Regions from separate parts of the Mus musculus genome. Here regions 1 and 2 are each linked to region 3. A link is a contact called in public Hi-C and promoter capture Hi-C data. All regions are on one chromosome and are shown on one strand. Each heading gives the region's core, a stretch centred on a gene start, on an enhancer-like site or on the middle of the called end of the contact. The rest is flanking DNA. Distances are from core to core; before and after follow the strand shown. Region 1 holds the start of Nupl1 (nucleoporin like 1). Region 2 holds the start of Kctd9 (potassium channel tetramerisation domain containing 9). Region 3 holds the start of Msra (methionine sulfoxide reductase A).

The links. Promoter capture Hi-C pulls out the DNA fragments that hold promoters and counts their contacts. Hi-C and Micro-C count contacts between places; a contact is called where the count stands out from the background.
Region 1: a contact with region 3 is called in a promoter capture Hi-C map of pre-B cells, with 2.9 times the contacts expected there. The contact joins the promoter of Nupl1 here to the promoter of Msra in region 3. A contact is called at or near these places in 2 of 39 promoter capture datasets (liver and pre-B cells).
Region 2: a contact with region 3 is called in a Hi-C map of uterus, with 7 times the contacts expected there. The contact joins the promoter of Kctd9 here to the promoter of Msra in region 3.

What each region holds. Positions count from the first base shown.
Region 1 is chr14:60,249,941-60,254,990 of GRCm38.p6, reverse strand. Nupl1 (nucleoporin like 1) reads left to right here and starts at 3,512. Exons shown (of 15, transcript NM_170591.2): 1 at 3,512-3,828. The coding sequence starts at 3,722. Gm38641 (a long non-coding RNA gene) reads right to left here and starts at 3,517. Exons shown (of 3, transcript XR_874661.1): 1 at 3,438-3,517.
Region 2 is chr14:67,713,144-67,717,582 of GRCm38.p6, reverse strand. It overlaps Kctd9 (potassium channel tetramerisation domain containing 9), which reads right to left and starts at 1,485. Exons shown (of 12, transcript NM_001111028.1): 1 at 1,199-1,485. The coding sequence starts at 1,246. It overlaps Cdca2 (cell division cycle associated 2), which reads left to right and starts at 1,973. Exons shown (of 15, transcript NM_001110162.1): 1 at 1,973-2,359; 2 at 2,578-2,641; 3 at 2,727-2,900; 4 at 4,341-4,439. The coding sequence starts at 2,578.
Region 3 is chr14:64,438,111-64,443,003 of GRCm38.p6, reverse strand. Msra (methionine sulfoxide reductase A) reads left to right here and starts at 1,964. Exons shown (of 6, transcript NM_001253712.1): 1 at 1,964-2,294. The coding sequence starts at 2,159.

The sequences.
Region 1 (5,050 bases), core at 2,263-4,762, 4.2 Mb after region 3:
CACTGAGTATCTTATCAGTGTTATGGGGAAAGTACTGTTACTTCTCTCATTTCAAAGATGACAAAAATGAAATAGGATGAAGTTGTCTGATATTACAGAGTGGATAATGTTAAGAGTCATGGCATTAAGCCAGACAGTCTGACTCCAGAGTCTGCATTCTTATTAACCATTCTATATTGACTTGCTTTTCAAAATCCATATTGAAGTTCCATTTACTGTAATATGAGAAGCTTGAAAATCACTCTGCTTAAAAGAAAACCTCAAGTAATAGAAAATATAAGATCAATTCTATGAAGAATTAAATAGCTGGCAAGACAGTGAGATCTTATAGCTAGAAATATGGTGGAATGTATGCATCTACAGAGGTGAGCAAGATACTGATATTGATGCTGCAGGAAGACCATGCCATGCCAATCAGATGAGTTTACTATCTGTTTTGATACCCTCTTAGATGCCCAACTAAAAGTCCAAGTGCAGGGTTCACTTTAGGTGAGAATCCAATGGAAGCCCCAACTACATAACACCCTAGACAGAAACTCCTCCAATCCAGTGCCCCCAGAGAAGGATCCACCTTGACAATGAGAACAGAAAGAGCAGAGCTTGTGTTGGAAACATTAAAACCATGAAAATGCCACTAGGCAGATTTATATTCTGGATTCATTTGAATTATCTAATCCAAGAACATTCAAGAGGTAAATGGTGTTTAATTGGGCCGGGGCTAGTGGTGCCTCAAGACTTTAAAGTAGCAAGCACCAAGTCCTTGCTGGTGCAATATGCCTCTGTAATGAACCTCAAATAATTCTGATAATCTTCCAAGGAAAATTAAATTAAGGGCTGGAGAGATGGCTCAGCAGTTAAGAGCACTGACTACTCTTCTAGAGGTCCTGAGTTCAATTCCCAGCAACCATATGGTGGTTTACAACCATCTGAAATAGGGTCCGATACCCTCTTCTGGTGTGTCTGAAGACAGCTACAGTGTACTCACATACATAAAATAAAAATAAATGTTAAAAAAAGAAAGAAAATTAAATTCAAATCAGTAAAGAAGCACATAAGGAACTGTTTTTGAAGTGGTGGGAGGAATAAGAGATTGTATATTCATCAGGCTTAGCTTACTAAAAACATTATGCAGATCAGTATAAGGACATAGAAGACAATAGAAACATTAGCAATGTCATGGCAAAGAGTGCTTAGATGATCCTTTGGAGGAGGCTTGGTTGCTTACACTAGACTAGGTTTTGTGTGACCTTTTCCTGGGGAGATATGAACAAACACCTACTCACTCCAGATAGGGAGTGACAAAGGACACATCCCACCGATATCTCGTTTGGGCAACCAACAAATTCACCGGGCTTACTTACAGGAGTGGGTTAGGAGTACAAAACAGCTGCATATGAAATCTTATCTCAGCATGGAGGGGGCTTCTCCAGAAGTGTATAGATGGAGTCCCCTCTTCAGTTAACTTTCCACACTCTGTAAATTGTAGCACCTCTCAACACCACATGCTGCTGGGGCAGAATTACATACAATTGGGAAGCATTAACAGAGGCAAGGGACTTTTTAAGTCTAGTCTTAAACTTTATGTATCCACTAGCATGCAATATATTATAATACCATTGATCAAAAATTCCAGGTTTTTTGTCTCTGTGGGATATGGGTCAACTATCACTGTTGTATAGCTAAACTTTGCCATAAATCATACATGAATATATGATAATTTGAATGTATCTTCTGAAGCTTTCTTTCTTTCTTTCTTTCTTTCTTTTTTTTTTTGCACAAGCTTTTATTAGAGTCAGGTTGAGATTTTTCAGTAATTTTTGAATTTTAAAGTCACAGATTTACAGAATTACTGAAAGTATTCCATATGCCCACAGTTTTTCTGGTCATAGACATATATTAGTCTCTACTATATTTTAAAATAATCATCCTTTCTCACTGACCTTATGAGTCCTCAGAGCCAGACATGTAGCTCTTGCTAATTTTATGTTGGTATTTTCAAGTTTTGGAGCCTTTCAATAAAAATCTGGGTTCCTCTTAGGTTTTTTGTTTTTGTTTTTTTTTTTCCAGTTAAAAGGAAAGTTTACTGGGACATTCATGCCACTACTGCACCAATAAAGATATCTTGCCAGGTTACTCCTTATTGTAGTTTGCATGGCTCATGGCTGACATGACATCATGTGCCAAACACACCTTTTGACGTCATCTAACTTTTGTGACCTGCCAAAGGGAAATGGCGAGGAACAGAGTTTTCATCACTATGAGTATTTGGGGGAGAGGACAGGGCTCTACAATGAATCTGGAGGGTGTTCCGGTTCAGCCAACTGCAGGTAGCAATGCTCAAGGTCAACACAAAACAAGTGCTGAATTGTGGGGGAGCTGTGAGAAAAGAAGTGCCAAGGATTTGTCATATAAAGGGCACTGAGGGCCAGACTCAGAGACCGTTGGGCTTTTGTTCGAATCACTACCATGGGGAGGATTGTGCTTTAGCATAAATCTGAGGGGTCTGATGATGGGATCAATTTCATCGAACAAAACTTGGCAGCTGGTCAACGCACTTGCAGGAATAGTATGCCAATTCCTGCCAGAGAATTAAAGAACCATGATATGATGGCAGTGTCCCCAGACCACCGCTAAGAAGCATTTCTTGGTGCCCACGTTGCTCCGGGTGCCCGTACATTCTAATTTACATCCCTCTGGGTTTTTTTTTTTTTTCAGATTTATTTATTTTATGTATGAGTGCACTGTAGCTGTCTTCAGACACACCAGAAGAGGACATCAGATCCCTTTACAGATGGTTGTGAGCCACCATGTGGTTGCTAGGAAATTGAACTCAGGATCTCTGGAAGAGCAGTCGGTGCTGAGCCAGCTCTCCAGCCAGATCGCTCATCCCTGTCCTTACACTTTCCAATTCGCAGTTCCTCTCGTAAATACCCCAAGTTATGGGAAAGCCACATAGCCAGGAAGCAGTCTTCAGGGAAGGTCCCCAAGAACGGCACCCATCCCATTCACCGTCCACTAGGATTTGGGGCACAGTGTCCTGACCTCAGACTCGGAGGCAGAGGAGCCTGGCAGTGTCACGCCGCCCCGCTGAACCCTCCGTGCAGGAAGCACAAGCGTGCAGTACCATGGGGTGCTGACCGGAAGCGTGTGCGACTTAAAACCCGTACATTTCTGGACCCTCAAAAGGTAGACACCCTCTTTTTTTCTCGGGTGCAGCGACACCCAAATGAAACTCAGACGTCCCCTTGGAGGAATGTGAGGTGACGACCAAGGTCTTCTCCAACTCTAGAACTCTACGCATGGCTTTTGACAGGAGGCCGGACCGAAGCCGCACTCCAGGGCCTTCATTCAGGAAGTAAAGCACGAAATCCCGCGAGACTCTCCGGGCACTTCAGGGGCTTAGCGCTTTAAGCGAGTAGGCGGGGCGCCCACCTTACCTCATCCGCCCGGCCTCACACGAGTACCGCTTCCACTCCGATCCCAGGGTTCCCTGCGCGGCGGGCGCGCTTCTAGTGCGTTCGGCGCGCGGGCGGTGTCGCGCATGCGTTCGCCTGTGGCTCCGCCCACTCCGCCCTCGCCTTGCCGCACCGCCGCTTGGGGTTGTTTCCCACCCGGTACCCGCTGGGCACCAGCTATGTGGCACGTCCCTCTTCGGCAGTGAAGGGACAGAAGCGTCCTAGGCCTCTCCACCCTAGCTGACGCCTTCGCGCCAAGGGCCGCCATGGCCACGGGGTTCTCCTTCGGGTCTGGGACCCTCGGCTCCACCACTGTGGCCCCCGGCGGGACCGGAGCGGGCAGCGGCTTCTCCTTCGGGACCGTCGCGTCTAGGTAATGGTGCCGCCTAGCAGGGGACCCTGGTGCTTCCCCGCGGAGGTCTGCACATCGAGGCCTGCCTTCAGGCTGCTAGGCTTCCCTACGAGCCGCGCAGTGGGCTGTGGACCCCTGCCGCCGAGGCTCTGCAGTCCCCGGTCGCGCCGCGACGACGCGGAGTGGGCCCGACTGCGGGAAGCGGCCTGGAGTCGCGGCTACGCCTACGCGACCCCTCGGGTTCAGGGATAGAATGAGTGTTGAATGAATGACAGCTTGTTGCTGGCTTTTAGGAACAGAAAAATAGGTAGGATGTAAGTTAAAAAAAATATCCCCGGGTGGTTTAGATTTCGGTTTTGAACGTTACGATGCATTGGATTTATGATTTTTTGTTTGTTTCAAGCCTTTGTGCCACAGGACCCCCTTCTGTCTTTTTAACATTTTTATGGCATGTATTGTATCATAGTTATTTTGTGCCCTATACAGATTAGCATAGCATCGCAAAGCATTTTGTGTTATAACCATCCACCACATGATCTTTTCCGTTCACTGCAAGCTTAAGTGGTATATTCTTCAGTTTGTGTAATAGATTCCGGTAGTGACAGATGAGTAGCTAGGGATTCCAAAAAGCTATTTCACTGAAAGCATTAATCACTCAGACTCGGCCTTTGGTAAAGAGTTGATCAAATGAGGAAATGTGTACTCGAAGGACAGGTATCTCCCGAGGCATAACAAGACCTATAGGCTTAATGTCTCAAAGAAAGCTCGCTCTCTCTCTCTCTCTCTCTCTCTCTCTCTCTCTCTTAACAGCCCCCGTTAGATACAGCAAATCCAAAATAACAGTACAATCAGACTGCCCCAGTTAAGTCCCATTTTTGCATATGCTTTCTTAATCTTCACTACCTATGTTGTCGAGACACAGGCGACGGTGTGCTCTGCTGTCTCTTTTAACTTTCACCTTGTTTTCTTGTGTCATCGATTAACTGGCTTTAGGTTTGTCGTTTTTAATGGTGTATCTTACTTAGTTCTTTTTTTTTTAAAGATTTTAATTATTTTTATTTAATGTGTGTGGGTGTTCTGCTTGCATCTGTGCATCATGGCTGTGCATTGCCCTTAAATACCAGAAGAGTCCGTCAGACACCCCCCCCCCCCAACCACCACCACTACCACACCACACCACACTGGAGTTAAGGCCCACTGTGAGCTACCAAGTTTTAAATTTAAAATGGAGGGATAGTTTGGG
Region 2 (4,439 bases), core at 236-2,735, 3.3 Mb before region 3:
AAAAATTTAAATAATATACCCAGAGCAAGCCACTCAGTTTTACAGTGACAATAGCATACAGTGAACTCAGAAGAGATTTAGAGCAGAGCTGAGCACTTATGAGGAACTCTGATCACTTCGACTTCAGGGAGTCACACAAGAGTCGACACTGGTGAAAAGTGCTTATCAATACGACTGTTAACACTGGGCACACTAAATCTCTCAATAAAAACCGACACAGTCTACTAGCCAACTACAGCGTGGCCCAGGAACAGCTGATGATCAGAAGTGACAGCCTTTTTAGCCTGTATTTCTGAAGCACTGGCTGAGCTTATGTGGCTACTATTTTTGTGTGAATATCCAATCTTTAAGAAAATAAAATCGCAGAGCACAAACCCCACTGTGGATCAGATTTCCAGAATCTGTTTATTCAAAACTGCAGAGTGGTTGAAGGACATCGCTCCCCTACCCCTCATCACCCCCTTCCCCCGCACCACTTTAATGCCCTTGAATAGTTAGTTCTGCTATGTATACGCGGGGCAATCAGAGTATTCTGGTCAATTACAGAGTGGAGCCAATGTACCTTGAACTGAAACTTTAAAAGGGTTCATTACTTTTGAGACTTTAATCAGGCTTAGGTATGTGTGGGGCAGTCATTTAACCACACATTACTAGTCCGCCAGAAACAGCCAACATTTTCCAAAGAATAACTTTCAAGGGTGGGGCAAGAGGCAGCTGCAACATCGGAAAAATATTTAGCACCACGCCCTCCACAGAGGCCTAAATGCAGCTAAGGCTACTGTCAAATCAAGTCATTCCGAAGGTCTGCTGTCACTGTCCTCTAAGGAATCAAAAACAAGGCGGCACAGTAAAACATGTATAAAAGTTTGCACGGTGGCGGGGCAAGGGGCCCGGGGCACCTTGAGAGAGAAGGAAAGTGGTTCAGACCAGGTCCACATTCTGAGGATGTCACTCGACTGTCCCCTGGAGTTTTCTTCTCCCGACCTGGCCAGGGTCACCCGCCTCCATGATCACTGCCTCCTCCCCGGGCAGAGCATTACTCAGCACCGATAAGGACAGGAAGGCGCAGCGGGAAGGTGGGAGGGGACCTCGGCCAGCTGCTCAGGTGACAGTGGCGCCTCGGAGCCCCGCCGGCAGAGCAGCCCCGGGCTGTCGGAGGCTGCGGGGGTCCCCGGGTCGCGCCCCCGCTACCGCTTACCTTGCCGTTGCTCGGGCTGCCGTTCAAGAACAGCGTGACCCGCCGCATCGCGCCGCCCGCGCCGGGTCCTGAGGGAGCCGCCACCCTCGCTCCCGGCCCGCCACCCGCCGCGCTCCGCGCCCGCGAGACCCCTCCCGCCTCCCACCCGGACTCTCCGCCCTTCGCCACCTTCCTGGTCGGCCCCACACTCCTCACGCACGCACCCTCAGTCCCACACCCCGGGGTTGGCCGATCCTCCTTCCCACCCCGCCCCTAGGCTCCTCAGCCTGCTAGCGGCCCTTCCCCCCAACCGCGCCCAGACCGACGCTGAGCTGCGCCAATCAACACGCTGTACCGGCCAGTATTTAGCCAATCAGAGTCCGGCTGGGGGGTGGGCTCAGAGTAACACTAGACGGCGGTGGAAGGAAAGAGAGGCTGAGGGCTGGTTGACGGAATGGAGTATCAGCGAATCAGAGAAGAACCTACTGGGCAAAGGGCCGCTCTAAGCGTTACTGAGCAGGCGCACGTTGGAGTGTAGGAGTGCTCATTTGCATAAAGAGACTGGGTCTAAGGAAGAGGCGGGACGCCGAAGTCCCATAGACCAATCAGCTCCTCGCTAGGCTTTTGCCCCTTCTACTGTACCCACCCACCGAGGTAACGGTTGGTATCGGGATTGGCTAATAGGGTAAACTAGCCATCCGGCGGTTCTGTCTCGATTGGTCTAGTGATTCATTTTCGAAGTTTCCAGCAGCCAATCCAAGGTTTGGGGTGGCATTTGAAGTGTTGCTCCGCGGAACTCACTGGTAGACCCCAGGACACCTTTTTGCTGCAGCTCTGTCTCGCCAGGGTCATTTAGGGCTGGCCGTGTTTTTTCCGGGATCCACGGAGGTCTCCCTGCGCCGTTCGAAAGCACGAGGGTGAGGCCCGGAGGGAGCGGTACCCACGTCACACGTGGTCCACGGCTCGTGGGTATCCCTCCGCGGGGGCGTGGCCGCGGTTTGAATTTGCTGGCGGGCAAGTGAAGCTTGACCGCTTCGGCCGGACGTGGTGTGTCTGGTGTGCAGCGGCCGGCAGGAGGCCAGCCCGGCTCCCTTCCCCGGCCTCTGGTGCTCTCTGAAACGGAGCCTCCGCGACGCTTGTCGTAGTCGTCCGAGGGAACGCGCAGGGTCCTGGGCGGGAGAGGTAGGCCTGCTATCCGGCCGGGGTTCAGGGATGCAAAGCCCTGATAAATCAGTTCGGTCCGCTTTGTTTAGTCAATAGTACCTCCCGCCGTTTCTTTAATCAGAACGCCCCAGCCTGTGGTCCCCTGGTATTGATTGCCTTAGAGTTCTGTCACATTGTTTTTGGCTTATAGTGAGGTTATTTTTCACATTTTTTTCTCTAACTTCCTCATCTTTTAGATGGATGCGAGTTCACACGACAAGCCTCTCTCTGAATCCAAGGAGTGTGTCCTTAATAATTCTGGTATGTGGTGACCTGTTGCCCTCGTTAGATGGAAGATTTGAGTGTTTTGATGTATTAACACCCCCAATGTGCTGTCCGTTTTCAGAAAATGACGTTTTTAGATTGGGAACTGAACCGTTTGTGACTCCTCAGAAGCATGTAGCAGATGCGACTCCTAATCTTTGCACCCCTGATACCTTTAAGTCACCTTTGGACTTCACCACAGTAACCGTAGAGCAGTTGGGAATTACACCTGAAAGCTTTGTTAAGACCTCTTCCGGTAAGAGAAGTTCTTGGATTGCATAGTTTTTTTTTTCAAATTTAACAGTAACTGTAGTAGGCCCCAATTATACATGTCTGTACTGCCTGACACTCCTTCTGTGTGTATTTATGCTGACCCTGCAGACTTGCTTGTTCGGCACAGCTCAGCAAATAGAGCAATGTTTCTGAATCAGTTGTGCTTTGTGTGCACCCTAGAAAACAGTGTGTATGAAAATCAGAGGGCATTGAAAGGTAGTTGAGAACCGGTAAAAGTGACAAGGCCGTGTGCCTCATTCAAAAATCCCAAACAGAAAATTGACCCAGATAATGATTTTCTTTAGCTTCAGGAATGAAATTCCCAATGGAGAAGTAAATCTAGGGCTAGGGTTCTTTTGGGTTGTAGAATAGCAATTATAAAGAAGGATAACGAGACTGGAAGCCAATCACACCGTGAGCTAGGCGAAGCCAGAGTGACACTCATTCTCTACCGCTCAGAATTATCACATAAAAGACTGGGTCCGTTTTCGTGTGCTTAGGTGTGAGCAGAATTCAGGGTGGCGTGCTGAGGGTGAAGAAGTAGCTTATTCCAGAGTAGAAGAATTTTGAAAAAAATAAGAGCAGGGTATAGCTGGGTCTCACCAGCCCTAACCCACATCGGGACTCTGTTCCAAGGGCCACCATGAGTTTTTAGGACTGAAACTATGAATTTATAAATTAGCCACAGTAAGAGATGTGGCCTACTCATCTGTGGACAGGCTCTCAGAAGCACACCCTCTCCGAGATGCCCTCAAGCTAGATGCGTTTAGAATCAAGCTTAACCGTTGCAAACTATTCTCTCTCTACTTAGATCCCTTATGGGCCCTTACAGGAAGCACTTCTAAGCTTAGCTGAATTGCTAGCCTCACTGCTCTTGAGGCCAAAGTAAAATATTTCGAGGGAGTGACTAAGTGTGCAGCATGCCCAGCATAAGTACTGTACTCAGAGGACGATTCATGTCCTGGGCTGGATGTTGTTAGACAGTGGCTGTGCACTGCTTGCAATGGTATGCTTCCAGTTCGTAGATCGCTTTAAACTGTTCCCATGTGATAGTTTCAGAGCTTGGATGGCTACAGTGAGCAAAGCCACAGCATACTGTAGTTTCAACTGTGCATGGTTGTACCTATAAACAAGGAGAGATTCTTAGCTTCAAGCTGTTACCTCTGACTTCTCTGTATCGGGGATATGGGGCACAAGTGAAGACGAAGTAACTGCTTGTGGCCTTCTGTGTGCCAAGTGCTGATCTAGAAACACGAATTGGGGGTCAAGTGGCAGTCAGTCCAGATGTTTCTACATGAACTGCCCTGCCAGTAGTTCTTAGTTCTCTGTGACAAGTGCAGACTCTGTTTTCTCACTTGTGGTGACCCGTCGCCAGCACAAGCCCCAGCTTCTGACCATTGCCATGTTCCGTTCTGACTTGCAGGAAAGTCAACATCTTCCCTTCAGAAGGCCAGGCGCCGCTCCACTGTTGGTGTGCGGGGCTCTCCAGAAACCAATTGCCTGATCCGATTCATTGCCCAGC
Region 3 (4,893 bases), core at 715-3,214:
GAATTTTTGTGTAGGTTCTGGGTCTAGACTGAGGCCCAGAAGAATGAGCATGACTGAGCTCTCTTTTTAGCTCACTCACTATCGAAGAAGAGCCAGGGTCCTGCTTAGTGGAAGACCGTTTTCTTCTAGAGTGACATCCTTAGGAGAAATAATCTACTTTCTTGAACCTGCTGTGTTCTGAGATTCTTTGTTGTTGCCCAAGAGAATGTGAACACCGTATCTTGAAGGATATAAATTGTTAGAACTTGCCAGAAGCCTGAGTGTAATTAGGATGTAATTACAGCACGTGACAGTAAATATGGAGGCTGGCTCAGAAGGAAGTTGTTGGAGTCTAAAGGAAAAGCAATGCTTAGTCCTGAAAATAGCATAATTATTTTCTCTCCTCAAAAAACAAATCTCAGAGGTTTGATATGGTAGCCACAGCTTTAATCCCAGGATTTAGGAGGCAGAGGCAGGTGGGTCTTTGAATTCCATGCCACGGCTACAGAGAGAGACTTTGTAATCAACAAACAAGCCAGGAAACAACTCAGCCAACACAGCTAGTTTGTTAAATAAGGTTAAACTTGTATGAAGGAAACTTTAAAGAAATTGAGATGCTTCTTTCTTTCAAAATGCTTGCATGAGTATAGTACAACCATTAGGATCATTGAAAACATTTAAACAGTGTACACAGAACCCTCAAAATGTTTAAAGTGGGGCCAGAGAGATGGCTCAGCAGGTAAAAGTGCCTGCCACCAAGCTTGGTGTTTTGAGTTGGATTTCTAGGACCACAAGGCAGGAAAGAAACTTTAGTAAGAGACCCACTACTCTGAATAATAAAACTCTAAACAATGCTTTTACTTTATTTTTTTAAACTCATTTCCCCTTGGTAGGTAAGTAGAAATGTGTGTGTGTGTGTGTGTGTATATATATATATATATATATATCTTACATACTAAATATTATGGACTGTGGTTCTGGGATACCTAACATTACACAAGCAGTTTCCCTTAACATTACAAATTCTTCCGTTACACAGTATTTAGTTACGAAGTTTTTCTTGCATGACCCTTGTTCTGTCAACCACAAAACAGAAAAAGCAAGTCACTGTGTGTCAAAGGGCAGTAAATTACAAGTACAATTTTTTTTAACACATTTTTTTTTAGTGACCAGGCCCTCTTCAAGCCTGGACGGGACATCTTGGATCTTGGGATGGTTTCAGGCAAGGCCTCGTAGAAAGAACCTGCTTGGCATAATGTCACAGCAAAAGCAAGCCACAAGTAAACTGTTGAGAACAAGTTGGCCCAGGAGACTTTTACATTATAAGACAAACACCTTAATCTGTTTAACGTTGTGTGTCTGGCAACATTCTATGCAGTACACTAATCCTAGTCCTTATATTACAGTCCCACATGAACACAAAGTGGTAACTAAACCCACGGAGAAGCTTAGCTTCAAAGCTTCAAATCCCTGTGGGCGCTAATCCTCAGTTCCTTCCTTCATGTGAGACTACCCGCCCATTTTGGCAGTGTGTAAATCAAAAATCTCATACAGGACCTCTGAAATCACTCATCTGGTCCTAGCCACCTAAAGATTAAGGCTAGAGATTCAGTTTAGGAATATTCTCTCATAATTTCTGAAGTCCGTCTGGTCCAACTTCACCATTAACTTCATTCACATAAAGCGTTTAACAATGTATTTGTGCCTACATTGTTTACTTTATGGGCTGTGAGATGCGCTGAAGAATGTATTTATACATTTATACACGTACACACACTATATGTTTATATTTCATGTTGAGTACTTGATCCTTTGTGGTGTTGAGAATTGTGCTTTGGTTTCACTTTGGATCGATGTGACTTATCAAGATGGTTCCGATAGAAATAGACAAATTTCCTAGCTGTCCATCTAGCCATCCTCTTATAGGTCTGCCTTTCTTCTAGCTCGCTGCCTTTTTATGCACACACATTGATTTCCCTTTTCTACTTTGTGGTTGAGTGAGTACATCGCACCCGGAACCCTGGCTGCGGAGGTGGAGAAACGGCAGCAACTCTGACCTCCCGCGGTGGCGCCCAGCCAGCATCAATTTTGGCCCGCGCGGCTTCACGTACTCTGGGAACTTTGTCCCTCAGAGACAGCCAGGCCTGGAGGTCTGCCCCGCGAGACGGACACGCCGCCCATGCTCTCCGCCTCTAGAAGGGCTCTCCAGCTCCTCTCTAGCGCCAACCCGGTACGGAGGATGGGCGACTCAGCTTCGAAAGTCATCTCCGCAGAGGAAGCCTTGCCGGGACGCACCGAGCCGATCCCTGTAACAGGTAAGGTGGCACGGCTGCTGAGCATGCGCGTGGAGCCTGCGCACAGCGCCCTCCCGGAAGAAGACGTGCGGGACCGCGGGTGGGTCCCAGGTCGGAGTCTACGCGTGCGCAAAGAAGCAGCGAATCCCCCCCTCCCCCCAGTTCTCCCGCCCCCCAGCCCGGGAAGGGCGGGAGCTCAGCTGGGCAGTCTCCTGCCTGCGTGCTTCTCTTTGTTTGAGTCTCGCTCTGAAAGACTTTAGCGTTGGGATCGACCCAGCCCGTTTGCTGGTCTGCAGCTCCGTATTTGGGGCTAGTGGAGTCTGGTGGGAGCCCAGCCTTAGTCTTCCTTTTCACCTAGGCCTCTAGGAGCGTCTAGCGGTGCCAGTTCATGGAAGCGCTGGAGGCAGACCTAACAACGCTGGGAACTTAGGTTTTGAAGTGTAATTTTCGGCCAGAGCTGGTTGCAAGAACCCTCCCCAGTTTGTAGTTATTTCAAGGGCATGCTGGGTTGTCTCCCCCGTTTGCAGAAACTCCACGTGCTATGGATGAAGCCTCTAAGAGGTGTCTGTGTGTGCTCCCTTAAGCCCCAGGCGCACGTGAGAAGATCAGCTGATTACCTGTGTGACTCAGTTTTCTCCTTGCACCACTTAGGACCTAGGAGTTGAAATCGGATTGTAGTTCTTGTTGACCTTTTACCTTGTCAGCCCTATTGTAATGTTTCTAACCCCCCACTCTTGGGAGTATTCGTTCCTGAAAGGTTCTCACTGTTCCCAGTACAGAATCCAAGTTCATGTGCTTTCCACTTGGAAAGGGACCTGAATATTTTAGAAAGAGTGGGGACAAAGAGAATGACTTATTTGGTAAGTTAGCAAAACCAGAAGAAGGTGGCCAGGTAAACTGTTTTTTTTTTTTTTTTTTTTCAGGCTCCATTTATCTTCAGGCAGAGAGGGTTGAGGAGAGGGGTTTAGGGCAGGAGCTGACAAATTATAGGCCTCTAGGTATCTTTCTAGTTTGGAGTTAGGCGTCATAAACCTGGAGGCCAGCGATCCGTTGACCTGACCCGTAATCACAAGGCTACTGGATACTTCTGTGGACAGTGGAAATATCTTATCTTGATCTCTTCAGACTTGAAAGGGGAGAGGAGAGGCTAGGAGATTTTGCTAAGCCATTAACCTTGTGCTACTCAGTTCAAACAAACATTCCTTGAGTGCAAAGTAGAAATACAGTTGAATACAACATGGAGTTTTTGACGCTGAGTTTCCTTTGAACCATAAATACAGTGAAAGCCACAGACACGTCCCAGGGGTTATCTGCAGCAGAGATGGAGGGAGACTTCTGATAGGTTACACAGCTGCACAGCCTCCAAACTTAATGATTTTTTAAAAGTCAAGTATAAGAGGAGCATGGGTGTCATGTCGCCCAGTCACATGGCAGGCTGGAGGGTCTCTGGTAGGGAGGGATCTAAAGTAACTGAGAGAAGGGAAGCTAGAGGAGTTGCTTAGGGTTGCCTTTGGTTCCAGCAACACTGTGCCTCACTACGTCTTATAAGTTTTGGTGACCATGATGAATATGAAAGTCTTTATATTTCCTAGTTGGGAAGTTGTATCCTTCTCTATTGCAGCCTCTGCTCTCCTCATGTCTCTATATGATCTATTGAGTCTTGTTGTTATCTGTACCCCGTTCTCTCAAGAGCCCTGTGGCCAGTGGAGCCCCCTCTTAGGTGACAAGGCCCATCTGTTTAGTATTGCTTTGCCTAGTCCCAGCCATGCACTGTCATCAGATGCCTTTGGAGCTAAACCCGCCATCTCAGCTTCAGACTTTCCCTCTTTGCATTCTCTAAGATGGCTGTACCCTTTTATCAGCTGCAGCCTGGTGGCAGATTTACATTCTGCAAGAAGGCAAGATTCAAACCTTCAAGGCTTTTAAATTTTTCTTTCCTCTGGGCCACCTCGAATGGATGGAAACATGAGCAGGTTTGGGTGACTGGTTCCTGCTTACATGGTAGCACACAGTGGGCCTGGTAGAAGCACTATGTTCTAGAGTTTCTGATATAACCACTCTTCCCATGTTGTATGTATGAATGCATGCATATATGTTGCTTTTGATATAATTTTAATGTGCATCCCAGGTTGGTTTTGAACTCACTGTGTAACCCATGCTGGCTTTGAACTCTCAGTAGTTTTTGCTGCGGTCTCCTGAGTGCCAGGATTACCAGCATATAATTCCACCTGTGCTCTCTTCAGTTAAGAGTGGGGTGGGGGAGAATTGAGTATGGGAAATAATTGTAGTGTGAGGAAGGCCTTTGCATCCACAGCTAGAAAATCAAGAGACTGGTAACTAGATTAATTAAAAGTCTGTGTGGGGGCCGGAGAGATGGCTCAGTAATTAAGAGCACTTGCTGTTCTTTCAGTGAACCTGAGTTAAGTTCCCAGCACTTACATGGTGACTCACTTACAACTTCAGTTCCAAGGGATCTGACACCTTTTTCTGGCATCTTCTTGCACAGTGCAGAGACTTACATGTAGATAAAACACTCATACACATTAAATAATTAAAAAAAAAACCCACAAGCAAAATTAGAAAACAGCCTAGGGCACAGCAGCATGTACCAAAAGGCAAG